2 separate regions of the Sus scrofa genome follow, and region 2 is linked to region 1. The links are chromatin contacts, called in public promoter capture Hi-C maps. All regions are on one chromosome and are shown on one strand. The core of a region is the stretch at or near the end of the contact, and the rest is flanking DNA. Distances in the headings are between cores, read along the strand shown.

Region 1 (6,561 bases), core at 2,419-4,918:
AATGGAAACATCACTTAAAAATCTAGGTTGCATGGAGCCACTCATCTTAAAAGTAACCGCTTTGGGAGTTCCCGTTGTGGTGCAGCTGAAACATATCCAACTAGTACCCATGAGGTTGCAGGTTCGATCCCTGGCCTCCCTCAGTGGGTTAAGGATTTGGCATTGCCAGGAGCTGTGGTGCAGGTCGAAGATGTGGCTCGGATCTGGTGTTGCTGTGGCTCTGGTGTAGGCCAGCAGCTGTAGCTCCAATTTGACCCCTAGCCTAGGAACCTCTATATGCCACAGGTGTGGGACTAAAAAAAGCAAAAAAAAAAAAAAAAAAAAAAAGTAGCAGCTTTTTCTGTAGGCAGAGGGGTGTAACAAGAATTCTTTGGGTTGGGGGAATGATATTCTTCGGTGTAGGCATACAGTGTGACAAGCGTTCTCGTGTATTACTTGATGAGACTAAACAGTGGTACCACATCTTTGAATGGCTTAGGAATGGATGATTCTATTTTTAGCAATTTATTCTAAGGGAATAATGAGATGTGGGATAAAATTCAAGCACAAATGTTCCCTGCATCAATCACTAGAGCAAACTAGAAGCAGTATACATGTCCAGTTCCCGGGAAATGGTTAAATAAACGACAATACATTTATTCATACACTGGATATAATGTTTCCATTAAGATTTAGGCTTTTGAAAACATTTAAGAAAATGGAATAACGCTTTTGCTATAATGGTGAGTGCAAAAAAAACAGGAAATAAAACTGTAAATCTGGTATAATCCCAACTATACATAAAAGATAAGGATCCAAAGAAAATATATTGAAGTGCTAATAACTCAGTGTAGTAGAATTATGGGTCATTTAAAAACTATTTCTCTGTATCTCCAAATTTCCTATGATTAATTCACATTATTTACAGGATCAGGGGGAAAAAATGTTGAGTACTTGAGACATAAAACTCTGAAGACTTTTTTCCTTCCCATTAGTCATTTAGGAACTGAAAAATCAGGATTTGTTCCTTTACGAGGTTTTTAATAAAGAGGAAGGGAAACACTATTACATAGCTTCCCTCTTAAATCAACCAAATGGGTATACTGGTGTAAGAACTAAAATACATTAAAATTCTTTATGAAAAACTTATATGTATTAATTGCTAAAATATAAAGAAGCCTAACAGACCTGGGTTTTAGCTTTAAATAACACCACTTAACTAGCTATGACCGCTGATATGTTGCTGTATTCCTACAGATGGTAACAAGACTATCAGTGACGCTGAGGTGGATTAGCTTGCTGACGTGGAGCTGGCCCAGCCGATGACCAGGGCTTCGGGGGCAGGAAGGGCACGGAGAGGAGGGAACCTGTCTGTGCCACCGCAGACTAGCAAGGACTCTCTCTGCTGCTCCCAATAAAAAGCTGTTAATCAGAAATTAATCCGGAAAATTTTTCAAAATAAATTACTCCTTTAAAATGTAGAGTAGGGTAGGAATTCACAGAGTTGTCATAAACATTAAAGTGTTAAGCTTATGCTAATCTTTTTAGGTAGAGACACTGAGGACATCAGGCTTCTCGGTTGGTTTTGTGATTAAAATTCTCCCACCTCCTCCGGCCCTCATTTAGCCCAGGGAGCCCTAGGGGGTGAGGGTGGGGTCGCTGCCCTCCAGAGCATCAAGGGCTGACCTGTGAGGATGCGCTGGACCACAAACGCGCCCTGTTGCTCCCTCGGGCTGGGCTGGCAGTGGGGAGGGGATGGGGGGCTCTGCTGCGTCTTGCAATTCTGTGCTGTCCCCTCCTGTCCATCCCTCGACCCTCTTCTCCCTCCTTCTCTGACAGCACTCACCTCTTCTCCCTCATTCTCTGACTGCCCAAACTTCAGCCGCAGACTTTCTTTAAACTCTTCATCTGTCCAGTAGAAGAGGACCTCGGCACCCTCCGTGGCCACCAAGACGCACTTCATCTGCCAGGAGAAGTAAGGTCAAGGCCACCTCCCAGCCCCACATCCAAGCAAGGCCTGAGTAATAAAAAGGATCAGAATCCCAGCAAACACCTAGTAGCCCTCAGTGTGTGCCAGGCACAGCCGTGAGGGCTTTCCTGGTGTTATTTCCTCATGGCAACTTGATAAAGCAGGAATCTTCAGTTATTCCCATTTTACAGACAGGATTTGATGAGGCAGAGGTGGGATTTAAACCCAGATCTGTCTGATGCCAAGGCTGGGGCTCTTTCCTGCATAATCCGGCCCCTCTCACCACAGCAACAGACCCACCACCGTCCTGCTGGAGCCAGATGTAAAGAGAGACCTAGCTCTTGATCTGGACAGGGGGTCGACTGCAAAGGGGTCTGGTCTGGAAGGGAGGGCAGCTAGTGCACCTCCCTCTGGAAGGTCCAGAAAGGTGTTTCTCCTCAAGCCTGAAACAGCTCCAGGACAAGCTTCAAAGCCCACAAGGAGTGGATGCAGCCTTATAGGAGTTTCATTCACACGTTCCTCCAGCTCTGGTGGACACAGAGGCTGTGTGGCCTTGGCCATGGTTCACTCTCAGCCCTGTGTAGCTGCTGCTTCCTCAGCCACCAGCACCAGTACCTTTGGCCCTTCCAGACCTCCCTCCCGGCCACCCACGCATGGAACCCTCTGTGCCACACATTTTAATGCTTCATGATACGTGTTGTCTTATTCACCAACTGGTAGGCTCTTAATCCACAGCTTTCTATGCTGAGCCCGGCCCCGAGGTGCTGCAAGACATTGATCTTCTCAACCCTCGCAGCAGCCTGGTGAGCTCTCAGGCAAGCTGCTTGTCCCAGGCAAAGGGCCATCAAGTTTTCTCCTCCACCGCAGCATGCTGCACAGACATGACCACATGTGCTAAGATGTGACAACTGTGAGGAAGCGCTGCTCTAACTCTTCTGTGGCTGGACATTCTGTTTCCTCAATAGGATCACAGCCACTCGAGGTCTTGGCGCAGTTACATTCACTAGGATCCCCTGTGTGATCCGCTTAGGGGTACTTACTGAATTCTTCCTAAATCTCCAGTTGGTTTAGCACCTCGCCTTGTGGTGTTTCCAGCACAGTAAAATGCAAAGAATGTAGCCTATTCCCATGGAATTTCTTGACACAGGCAGAGACTGGGAGAGCAATGGAGTGTGATGCAAAGGTTGCTGGATGAGGGCAGGTGGGCCTGGAAGAGGCTGCTCTGCACACTCCCAGGTGAGTGTGGCAAAGATGGGGACTTGAGGGGCTGGCCTGATTGGAAGGGGGTGTATGGGCTGGAGGATGGAGGCCGTGAAGAGCAGAGCGCGCTGGTAGGCTGGTGAGGGTCTGTGTCATGAATGGGTGGGGTCACGGTTAAGGAGACCAGTTGTCCGGGTGGAGGAAAGAGAGTCCACTCCTTAGTGGAGGCCAGGGGAGGAAGGGCTGATTTAAAAGGTGTAGCTTAGAGTCTTAGAGGCCTTGAGACTGCCTGGATGCAAGGGAGGAAGGACAGAACAGGCAAAGGTGACATCAGGATGCAGAGCTGGGGTAGGGGGTGGGGATGAGTGGGCTCTGCACAGCTTTCGAGAGCTTGGTCCCTCGCCTGCCTCACCCTGTCCACCTCCCCCAGCCTGAGGAGCCCCAGGGTGGGGGCTGCCTGCCTCCAGCTCAGGCAGGACCACCTACCTTGGCAAGGAGCACTGTGGAGCTTCCGGACAGTCAAAGGTTCAGGAAGGACTGCAGTAGACAGACTCGGTGACCGGCTCATGAGAGCAGCATATCATCAGGGGACCTGCAGACACTTCACACAGGGAGGTCACAGGCAAGAAGAGGTTCTCATTCCAACAGCTCCTGGTTCCCAGGAGGGGATAAGGTGGTGAAGGACTGAATGGTCAAAGGTCTCTCTCTGGCCCTTGGGCAGTCTGCTCAGAGCAAGCTCCCCACTACCAGGAGTTTTGCCAGTGGCCCAGATCCTGCCCTCCCCAATGGAGAATACAAGCCCAGCCAGCATGGTCCTTTGGACATAGCAGATATCCACAAACATTAATGCCCACTGACTAATCTCATTTCTTTGTGGGTCACTCCCAGCCATGGTGCGGTCAGCAAACCCACCCTGAGCAGCCCCAGGGAGCTTGCTGTGAGGACTACTAAGAGACAGCACATCCTAAGGAGACAGACTAGGTATCCTAGGATGATGCAACAGATGGCAGTAAACCATCGCAAAAGGCATCAGAGACCTGGTTCTAGTCTGGGCTCTGCCAAAGCACATAAACATCTCTGCCTCAGCCACCACCAGCTCCACCTCCCTCCAGGGTTCTAGTGAGAGTTCAGGAGTCACCAGGCAGGCACATCCTTTGCAAACTGCTTTCTTACATAGAGATAGAGGGTCATTTTACTTATGTCCCAGCTTCCCTTCCTCAAATGACAGGGTGAACTAAACTGGTTCCAGAATCATTCACATTTTGATCACGAAGGCAGGAACAATATAAAACTGAAGTTTAATTAGGAAGCCAAACATTGTAAACAAGTAAAAGGCAAGAAAGTGCTGTTGGGGGCTTAGCATCCTGTGCAACATGAGACTTACAACATCACCTGCATGACTGGCCTAACTGACATATACCTGGAAAAACAGGAATGCTTTTCACTGGACATTAGGTTCCGCTTTTTTTTTTTTTTTAATTTCAAAAGGCTGTTGGAAAGAGAACCACTGGAGTCATTTTGTTAATTCCCTGTTCTCTCTATCCTGCTCTAGGAAGGGAACACAGGACTCACTGGAGCTCCAGATGACACTGGGCCAACCTGAGGAAAACCTCCTACGCCCAAATCACCATCCTCCCAGGAAACTGCCCCTGCAGCAGTCGCTTCCCCCGGCCAGCAGCCCCGTCTCAGGAGGCCCACTCCCTCAGAGCCTCGGCCTTGCCCCTGCTGGACGGGAGGCCCAGGCGTGACGACCCACAGGGCTCTCACGACGACCCAGGGCAAAAGGTCTGGCTTGCGGCACCCGCCCCCCTTGTAGCTGCAAAAACAGAGGGGAGGCAATCAGAGCAAGGCCCCTGGGGCGGGTGAGGCTGGGGGTGGAGCCGCTCCTTCCTTTTGCGGGAGGCCGCGCAGGGGTCTGAGAAGAAGGCCCGCCGCCCACCCAGGCGCTTAAACAGTACGGAAGGCACACATACCGAGTCAGACAAACACCGCCCTGCCTTCCAGGAGCGAGCAGGCGCGCTTCCGGGTTCTGCCACGTGACCGCCCACGTGACCGCCGGGGAGCGGCCGAAAGCCAGCCCGCTCCTGGGTTCTAGCCCTCCCCCTCCGCTTCCCCCAGCCCCCGCTCCCGCCCCTCCTCCCCTCCTCCCCTCCTGCTCCCTCCTGCTCCGCCTCCGCCCCATGCACTTTGCAGTTCCCTCCTGCGGGCAGTCTGGCCCTGGGAGCACTGCCTCCTGCTGGACGGTGGCCACGTTCCTCCCGTTCCCAAGGAGGGCGCTGAGGCCCACAGTGGCACTGCGCTGGGGCTTGCTACTTTGCTACTTGCCCGAGTTCAAGACACTCCCTCCCCAATAAGTACGAGGAATGTCCCTGTTTTACAGAAGAGGACACTGAGGCCCAGAGAGAAGAAATAACTTGCTGAGGGGCCGAGTTAGCTTCCGAAAGCAGGTCTTCTGGCTTCCAGCTGGGCTCTGGCTCTTCCTCATCCTTTGGCTTTTCTTTCTGAGTTGCAGTTTTGGGCCGAGAGAGCCACCCTCCTGTGACTGTTTCCAGGAACTCCTTAGGAGGAGACACAGCCTGCAGAAGGACCCAATGACCCTTAGAATGCCAACGCTGAAATTTGTTGATAAGGATTCTCAGTCCATCTGGGGGATGAGGGGGCACATTAGGGTCTTTGCTTTGAACCTGTGTTTGCTAGATTCTCTTAAACTGTGTGTGTGTTTGTAGTGACCAAGGGTGGGGACAGCTGATGATCATGGAAGGGACGAAATTCCCACCTAAGCCACCCTTAGTACCCTGGTATCACCTGGCAGCTTTGAGCTGCAGCCCAGCAGGGTTAAGTTGTGGGGAGCGTCTGGAAGACCTGCAGTTTGAGCAAAGCGGGGTGGGGAGGCAAGAATTAATGCCTCCAATACCTTCAGACAAAACGAGCCTCCTCTCCTTCCCCCGCCCTTCACCTTGTAGCCCTCCCAGCCCACCTTGAGCCCCAGACCTTCCAGCTCCACTCCTATAGCATTTATCCCCACCACAGACATCCCTCTCTGCAGCCAGAAGTTGAGATCCTTCAGGCTGAGCACACTTTATCCTGCTATTTTCTTTTCTTTTCTTTTTTGGTCTTTTCTGCCTGTTCTAGGGCATATGGAGGTTAGGGGTCTAATCGGAGCTGTAGCCACCGGCCTACACCAGAGCCACAGCAATTCGGGATCCGAGCCGCATCTGCGACCTACACCACAGTTCACGGCAACGCCGGATCCCTAACCCACTGAGCAAGGCCAGGGATCGAACCCTCAACCTCATGGTTCTTAGTCAGATTCATTAACCACTGAGCCACGACAGGAACTCCTATCCTGCTATTTTCATTCACCGTGTTTCTGTGTCAGACTCATCATCAGCATGAGTTGTATTCCATTAAAC
Region 2 (6,561 bases), core at 2,271-4,770, 1.1 Mb after region 1:
TAACCTTCCAGTGGTGAATGTATGTATAGAGAACCATTTACATCTGGAGTTTGGAAAAGATTTATTTCCCTTTGTTCTTTCCCTCTTTAACTTATTATGTAGGTAGATTACTTACTTCACCACGACAAAGCCAAAAAGCAGCACCACGACAAAGCCAAAAAGCAGCACCTGGTGACAGGTGAGTACTTAGCCAGATAAGTTTGAGAAGAGTTCTGACTGCTTTGGGCTGCAGAATCTATCCCTTTAGACAGTCTGGTGCTTGGCTCTGAGGCCCAGAAAAGGAAAACTGGGATTCACTTGGGCTCCCAAACCTGCCAATTGTGACCATGGAAATAGCTGGCTGAATAACTATAGCCTAGCAAGGCTATGCTGACTTCCCGTGGTCCCTCTCAAGGATATTTTAAGTCGACTTGACCCTGATAAGTGACTGGGGGTGCACAGGCTTGCATGCCAAGAAGCACTGTCAGCTTTCATTTGCAAACACTGATTGCCTTCTGGGCTCCAACACAGATACCTGCCTCTAATCTTAGGTTCCCTTGGGCTGCTCTTCCTCTCCACCACCTATTTATGGTAAAAGAGGAAGAAGGGGTGTCTGGGGACAAGTGAACTGGGAAGCTCTTTCTGAAGGAAGAGATTTGAATTTGACTTTCATGTCTGCACAACAGTGTTTACTGTAAACGGTGTTTACTGACACTAAACCCTTATGGTCTCACCTCATTTTTCCCTCTAGTCATGTAAATCCCAGCAGTAATGGCAAATGAAAATGATTCTTCTAAAATACATTTCGTAGCCTCCTGAGCATTTTTTCCCTCCAGATCAAATAAGTATTTCTTTAATGTAGTGCTTTGACTGTAATGTTGTAGTACTCATTTTTCAAAAACAAAACTTCAAAGCTTATGCAAATGAGTGAGAACTGTTCTTCAAATTAGTTACCTTGGAAAGCTACAAGTGACTTATTCCAGCACTGCTGCTGGGGCTATGCAAAACATCTCTGGAACTCCTCTTCCAAAGTGTTTCCTCAGTGGGTGTAGCAGCCTCCGGAGTAAATCAGTTTCCTAGCTTTCCAGTCCTACCTTATCTCTGACTCCAATCACTCCATTTTGATCTCCCACCTTAACTGCCATATCTGATTCTGAATGGTCTCAATTACCAAAACATCAACTCCATCTTGTCACAGGACAGAGACTTGCCCCATTTAAGGATATGCATCCAAATATTCCAGAGGCATTTCCAACAGAGGAATTTATAAAATGTTTACAACGACAATAGCATTATGTAAATATATGGAGTAAGGAAATAGCCTCCTAAGGTAAAAGAACAACACTTAAACTGATAAGCTGTAGTAATATGTCTGTCACATGATTACACTGTATTTTTCAAGCCATTGAATAATTTTTCACTACTCTCCTTGGTCCAGTTTTCGTTTGATAGCCATCCTGAAAGACGGCACCCTAAAAACCCTGCTCTCTATTCAGAGTCTAAGTATAGTGGGGTTACTATGCAGTTAGATCATGTTAACTCTTGGATATAAAGCATTAACAACTCACAGGCATTCAACCTAGACTTTTACATAAATGTCTGAGTCTCTTTGTTTGTACTTGTCGATGTGACATTACCATATTGTTAAAGCATTAGCCAGCCTCTTACTTCTCTCTCATGGATTCTACTGTTTATTTCTATTCCTCTCAATTGACATGGGTATTTAAAATTCGAATATCCACTTTAGCCAAGTGCATTTACCCCTTTCAATGGGCATGGCCCTCGGTAGGAGTTCACTTGCAATGTGCTAGAATACTACCAACGCAGTGTTATTCACAAAGCTTAATGAGCACTTTCTCCATTTCCTCATTCACATCACTAATGAAAACATGCAAGGGTACTGGAACCAGAGAGAAGCAGAAGAGAGAGACTTTGCATCTCCCAAGGTGATGCTCTCCTCCTGAATATGTAACATTTTCCTAATTTGAGGAGAAAACACATTGTCTTAGAACTGTGAGAATACTGTTTGACTATTGCCCTTAACATGTAAAGGAGGAAACAGTCTCTGTCATTATACTTATTTCAAGTCTCCCTGAGTGTACTTCTCACTCAGTTTATTTAGTGGTGGTTCCTTTGCTAACGCATAAGAAAAAGAACTGTAAAGAATCTGTTCCCCTCTTCACCCAGCTTTTCTCACAAGTACCTGACTTCTTGGACCCACTCATCAGGCTGCTTGGTGTGGATAAAAAAATTAAGTTTTACTTTCACATGAATCACATCCTCGTATGGATCCGATTTTATTTTCTTCACACTAACATCTACTTTCCAGTATTGCCATGCTTCCCTTCTAAGCAACTTTTCTCTTGTTGTCTACCTCAAGTGGCTAAAAAATACACCATGAGGTCCATTTCTCCTTTGAGGGCCACTGTGCTCCCTGCACATACACAATCCCCATCCCAGCTCAATTTTCATGGTCAGGAAATAGGTGGGGTATCATGCTTGCTGCATAGAGAAACCGAAACTTTTTCCTGAACATCATCTTTCCCACATTATTTCCAGTCAGGAACTCTGAATTCTGACTGCACAGTGATTTCAAATCACTCATGGGTTAAGATTTAATAAGGAAATCCTTTATCTAACTGAGAGATCCCAGATTCTGGTTCCTGCCCTGTCTCTTTTAAGGGAAAACACAGCAAGAAGCTTGTAAGAGCATTTGCCAGAGAACATCTCAAGCCATTAAGATCCTATTCAAGGTCTTCAGTAGGCTTCACCTTAATCAAGTTAGTAGCACTTACCTGCTCCCTTCCCACCCGACCCTACTCCTGTTTAGTCCCAGCAGGGATCCAGGCCTTTGGCTGACAGATTTTCTTTCCAGAGTCCCGATTCAAATCTCACTGAAGGTTAGAAAATGGTCCTGGTTCCTAACTGGAATCAATTCCTGACCGGAACCTTGCTTGCATGGAGTATGGTCGAATAGCGTGGCTGGTGACAGGAGCCAGAAAGGAACCCATGTCGGCTCCGGCTCTCGGCTGAGACCCTGACTCCGGACATGACCCAGGGGTCAGGTCAGCCCCAGGTTGGGTTCAGAACAGGTCCAGGTCTCACCTTGACGCAGTCGATGGGGTACATCACGCAGTGCTCCAGGATTCCTGCCACGGCGCCCGCCACCATGTGCGTGGTGACAGTGGCTCCAGCCGGCAGCGCCTCGTAGTCTGGGCCGGAGTCCGGATCCTGCCTTACCGGGGGCCTGCAGGCCCCGGCCTCCCCGCCGCTGGCCCCCCGGCCCACGCCCCGCTGCAGCCACCCTTCCAGCAGCGCCGACTCCCCGGGGCTCCGCCCCGGCCCCGCTGCCGGCCCCCCCGCCACACCGCCAGTACCCCGCCCCTCCAACTCCATCCACCCAGGCCAGCTGCGGCGCCCACCCCCGCTGCCGCCGCTGCCGCCGCCACTGCCGCCGCCGCCCCCCAGCCCCGTTGCGTCTGCCTCAGGCGCGGCCCAGGGAGCCCGGGGCCTCGGGCTCCCGCTTGGCCCCGAAGACACGCCCCTCAACCAGCCATTGGTGCAGCCGCCAAGATAGCCCCTCCCCTTAGTTTACGTAGAAAAAATATGTCTGTGGTATTAGTAAAGTTGCCTGTCATTCCTCCGCCCCGCGGCGTTGCTACTGCTTAGATCCCACCCCTTCCCCTTTGATCTTGGAGGTGTCTTGTTTATTGGCCATTTGATTGGCCGACATGTAAGATAAACCCGCCCTCCGACTTTTCTAGAGGGCGGGAGAAACTTAAGGCTAAACTTTGATAGGCTCAACCACTCTTGATACTTTGACCGCGGCCATTGGCCAGCACCACGTCGGAATCTGATTGGCTACAGCAAGAGGGCGAAGCGCCAGGGGCTATCGAGGCGGAATTTGGGCCCCGGACTGGCGCCGGTGAGGCTGTGGGCACTGCAGCCGGGTTTGGTGGGGTGAAGACGGGGGGGGTGGAAGGGGAGGGCGGTGCCAGGTTTTCAAGGTCAAACCGCTGACGGATGCCGTTAGGACCCGTTCTCGAGCCCCCGCCCCGAATCCCGAGACTCGAGGATCGCTTGCTGGCGGGTGGCCTTGGCTCGAGAGCTCTGTTCCCGCGGGATCTCTGGATGGCGTGGGGCGGGGCGGGCCTGGGCCGGGCATCCCCTGGCGTGGCCCGCCGACTTGTCGGTAAAACTGTTGCGACATGCTGGCAGCAGCCCGTTAAACTAAGGTCAGATCGAGAGTGTTGGTCCTTCAGGGCTGCGCGCGGGCGGACTCCTGAAGGCCTTGTGCTCTTCAGCCCCCAGTGCCTGGCACTGGGCTTGCCCCGCATTCACCCAGTAAACCCTGCAGTTGTTGAGTGAATGAGTTCTCCGGAAGCCTGCTGTTAGGTCCTACGCCAGGCAGAGAGCTGGAGGAGAAGGGAAATGTCGAAATAAGGCGGGATGATTCAGAGACGAAGACGGATGGGGAGGCCAGGCTGGTGGCAGCTGCCTATGTTTGTAGGGAAGCACAGCAACTATGTGGAAACTTGTCGGACGCACAGCTTGTCCCAGAGCTGACTCATTGGTGAACCCCTCCGACCAGTGACGGTTTCCTTCTGTGGTGAGACCGCTGTCCCTCCCAGGCGGGTGGGCTGGAGTCTCAGAGGAGAGCTCACTGGTTAGAGAACAGTTCCAGCAATTCCCAGCCTTGGGCACCATCTCCCGGACGGGACGTTGCGCAGGTGCATCGCTAAGAGTTGCCGGCTCGGTTGAGGAAGACAGACTTGGCCCACTTCATCTGCCCAGCTTCTTTAATCTCCCTTCACTGGAGCGTATTTGCACAGGTTCCCCCAGTGTTTCCAGATCTTCACTCCCTGTTTTACTGAGATGATGATGTAATTCTGAACTTTAGAAAAAAAAATCTGTTTCTAGCCTTTCTTTAAAGGTTTTTCTTTTTTCTCCCTAAGCTTAGCCCTTCTCTGCGCTTCCGGTTTTTTGAGTTTTGTTTTTGGCCATGACCCTGGCATACGGAAGTTCCCAGGACAGGGGTGGAATCTGCATCACAGCAGCAACCGCAACTGCAATGACAATGCCAGGTCTTTAACCCCGCTGAGCCACAGAGTAAATCCTGGGTTTTGTTTTTTTAACTAAAAAAAACCCCCAAAACCTCATTCTCTTCCTCTTTGGCAGTGGCTATTTAACCTTTTGATCTCAACCTTTTGGAAAATAATGAAACTACAAATCCTCTTCCCCCCACTGCCCACCCCCTTGCACACACAAAATTATGCTTTCTGAGTTTGCAGAGTCCCTGAAGGTGACTCCTGGACCCCGTAGGGATCCATTAACTTCAGGTTAAGAACCCTAGGTTTCACACAAAGAAACCCGCTCAATCCAGCTAGAGTGTTGATTCCCTTTGCTACTCACTACCACTGCAGTAATGAGTACCTGCTAAGTCCTTTCTTTCCTCAAGCCCTATGTTTTTATTCCTTTGTGCACTGATCACAAACAACCTTTCCAAATCCAATGGTTTATTTCTTATTCCCACACTTGCCTCTCACTGACCCATCCCTCCCTGAAACTTTCCTAACTTCAGGCAGGAACCACTCTGTTCTACTCTGAAAGTCTTCCTACACTCCTCTACCCCCGCGGAGGGGGAACACTCCTAAATATTTCTTGTTCTGCTTCAATTTTTAGAGAACTTCCCACTATTGCAAATCTGTTTTCCTTATTGGAACCCTATTTATACGTTATTGCCTACCTCCCCCCCCCCCGGCTTTTTATGGCTGTACTGTGGCATATGGAAGTTCCTGCGCTGGGGTTGAATTGGAGCTGCAGCTGCCATCCTCCAGCAACACTAGATCCAAGCCACATCTGTGACCTACGACGCAGCTTGCAGCAACACGGCATCCTTAACCCTCTGAGCAAGGCCATGGATCAAAGCCGCATCCTCACGGAGTCTATGTCGGATTTTTAACGCGCTGAGCCACAACAGGTCTCCTATAATTGCATACCTTTTAAGTGAAATTATCGTGGGAACATTCAGTAAATATTTATTGAGTACCAGCTCTACCTGGCACTTTACTTGAAGCTGGTGACAGAGGATGGACAAGAGTTCACGCTCTCATGGGGCTTACTTTTTAATGGGAGGAGAGGGACAGACCTGTTAAAATATTGGTTGGCTGTAGGTACTGTGCTGGTAACTGAAGTAGGGAGGTGTGATAATGTGTGATTGGGTGGCTACATTTGCGTGGCCAGGAAAGGCCTTTGAGGAAATGAAACGGGTAAGGTCTGAGTGACAGACAGGAGCTCATGATGGGCCCAGAGAAAAGCATTCCAGAAGAAACTGGAGAAACAACAGCCCTAAGGTGAGAACAAGTTTGGCATATGAAGGAATGGAAAGGTCACTGTGGCTGGAGGGTAGGGGGGTGTTACAAGATGAGGTTGGAAAGATAGAGGGTGAATACCCACCTTAATTTCTGATTTAGCGTGTCCATTCCAAACCTAGCCTTTCCATTCCCCACTGCAACCAATGCTTCCGTTATGTTTCTTTTCTACCCAGTCAATTAGACTGTGAAGCTGAGAGTCTTCCTTGAC

What was found. Promoter capture Hi-C pulls out the DNA fragments that hold promoters and counts their contacts.
Region 2: a contact with region 1 is called in a promoter capture Hi-C map of liver, with 4 times the contacts expected there. The contact joins the promoter of SLC25A28 here to the promoter of HPS1 in region 1. A contact is called at or near these places in 1 of 5 promoter capture datasets (liver) and 2 of 47 Hi-C or Micro-C datasets (embryonic fibroblasts and heart right ventricle).

What each region holds. Positions count from the first base shown.
Region 1 is chr14:109,750,044-109,756,604 of Sscrofa11.1, forward strand. It overlaps HPS1 (HPS1, biogenesis of lysosomal organelles complex 3 subunit 1), which reads right to left and starts at 3,669. Exons shown (of 19, transcript NM_001098587.1): 1 at 3,635-3,669; 2 at 1,826-1,942. The coding sequence starts at 1,942.
Region 2 is chr14:110,802,111-110,808,671 of Sscrofa11.1, forward strand. It overlaps SLC25A28 (mitoferrin-2), which reads right to left and starts at 3,521. Exons shown (of 4, transcript XM_003133165.4): 1 at 3,085-3,521. The coding sequence starts at 3,375. LOC110256623 (a long non-coding RNA gene) reads left to right here and starts at 3,621. Exons shown (of 2, transcript XR_002338384.1): 1 at 3,621-3,904; 2 at 4,490-6,561.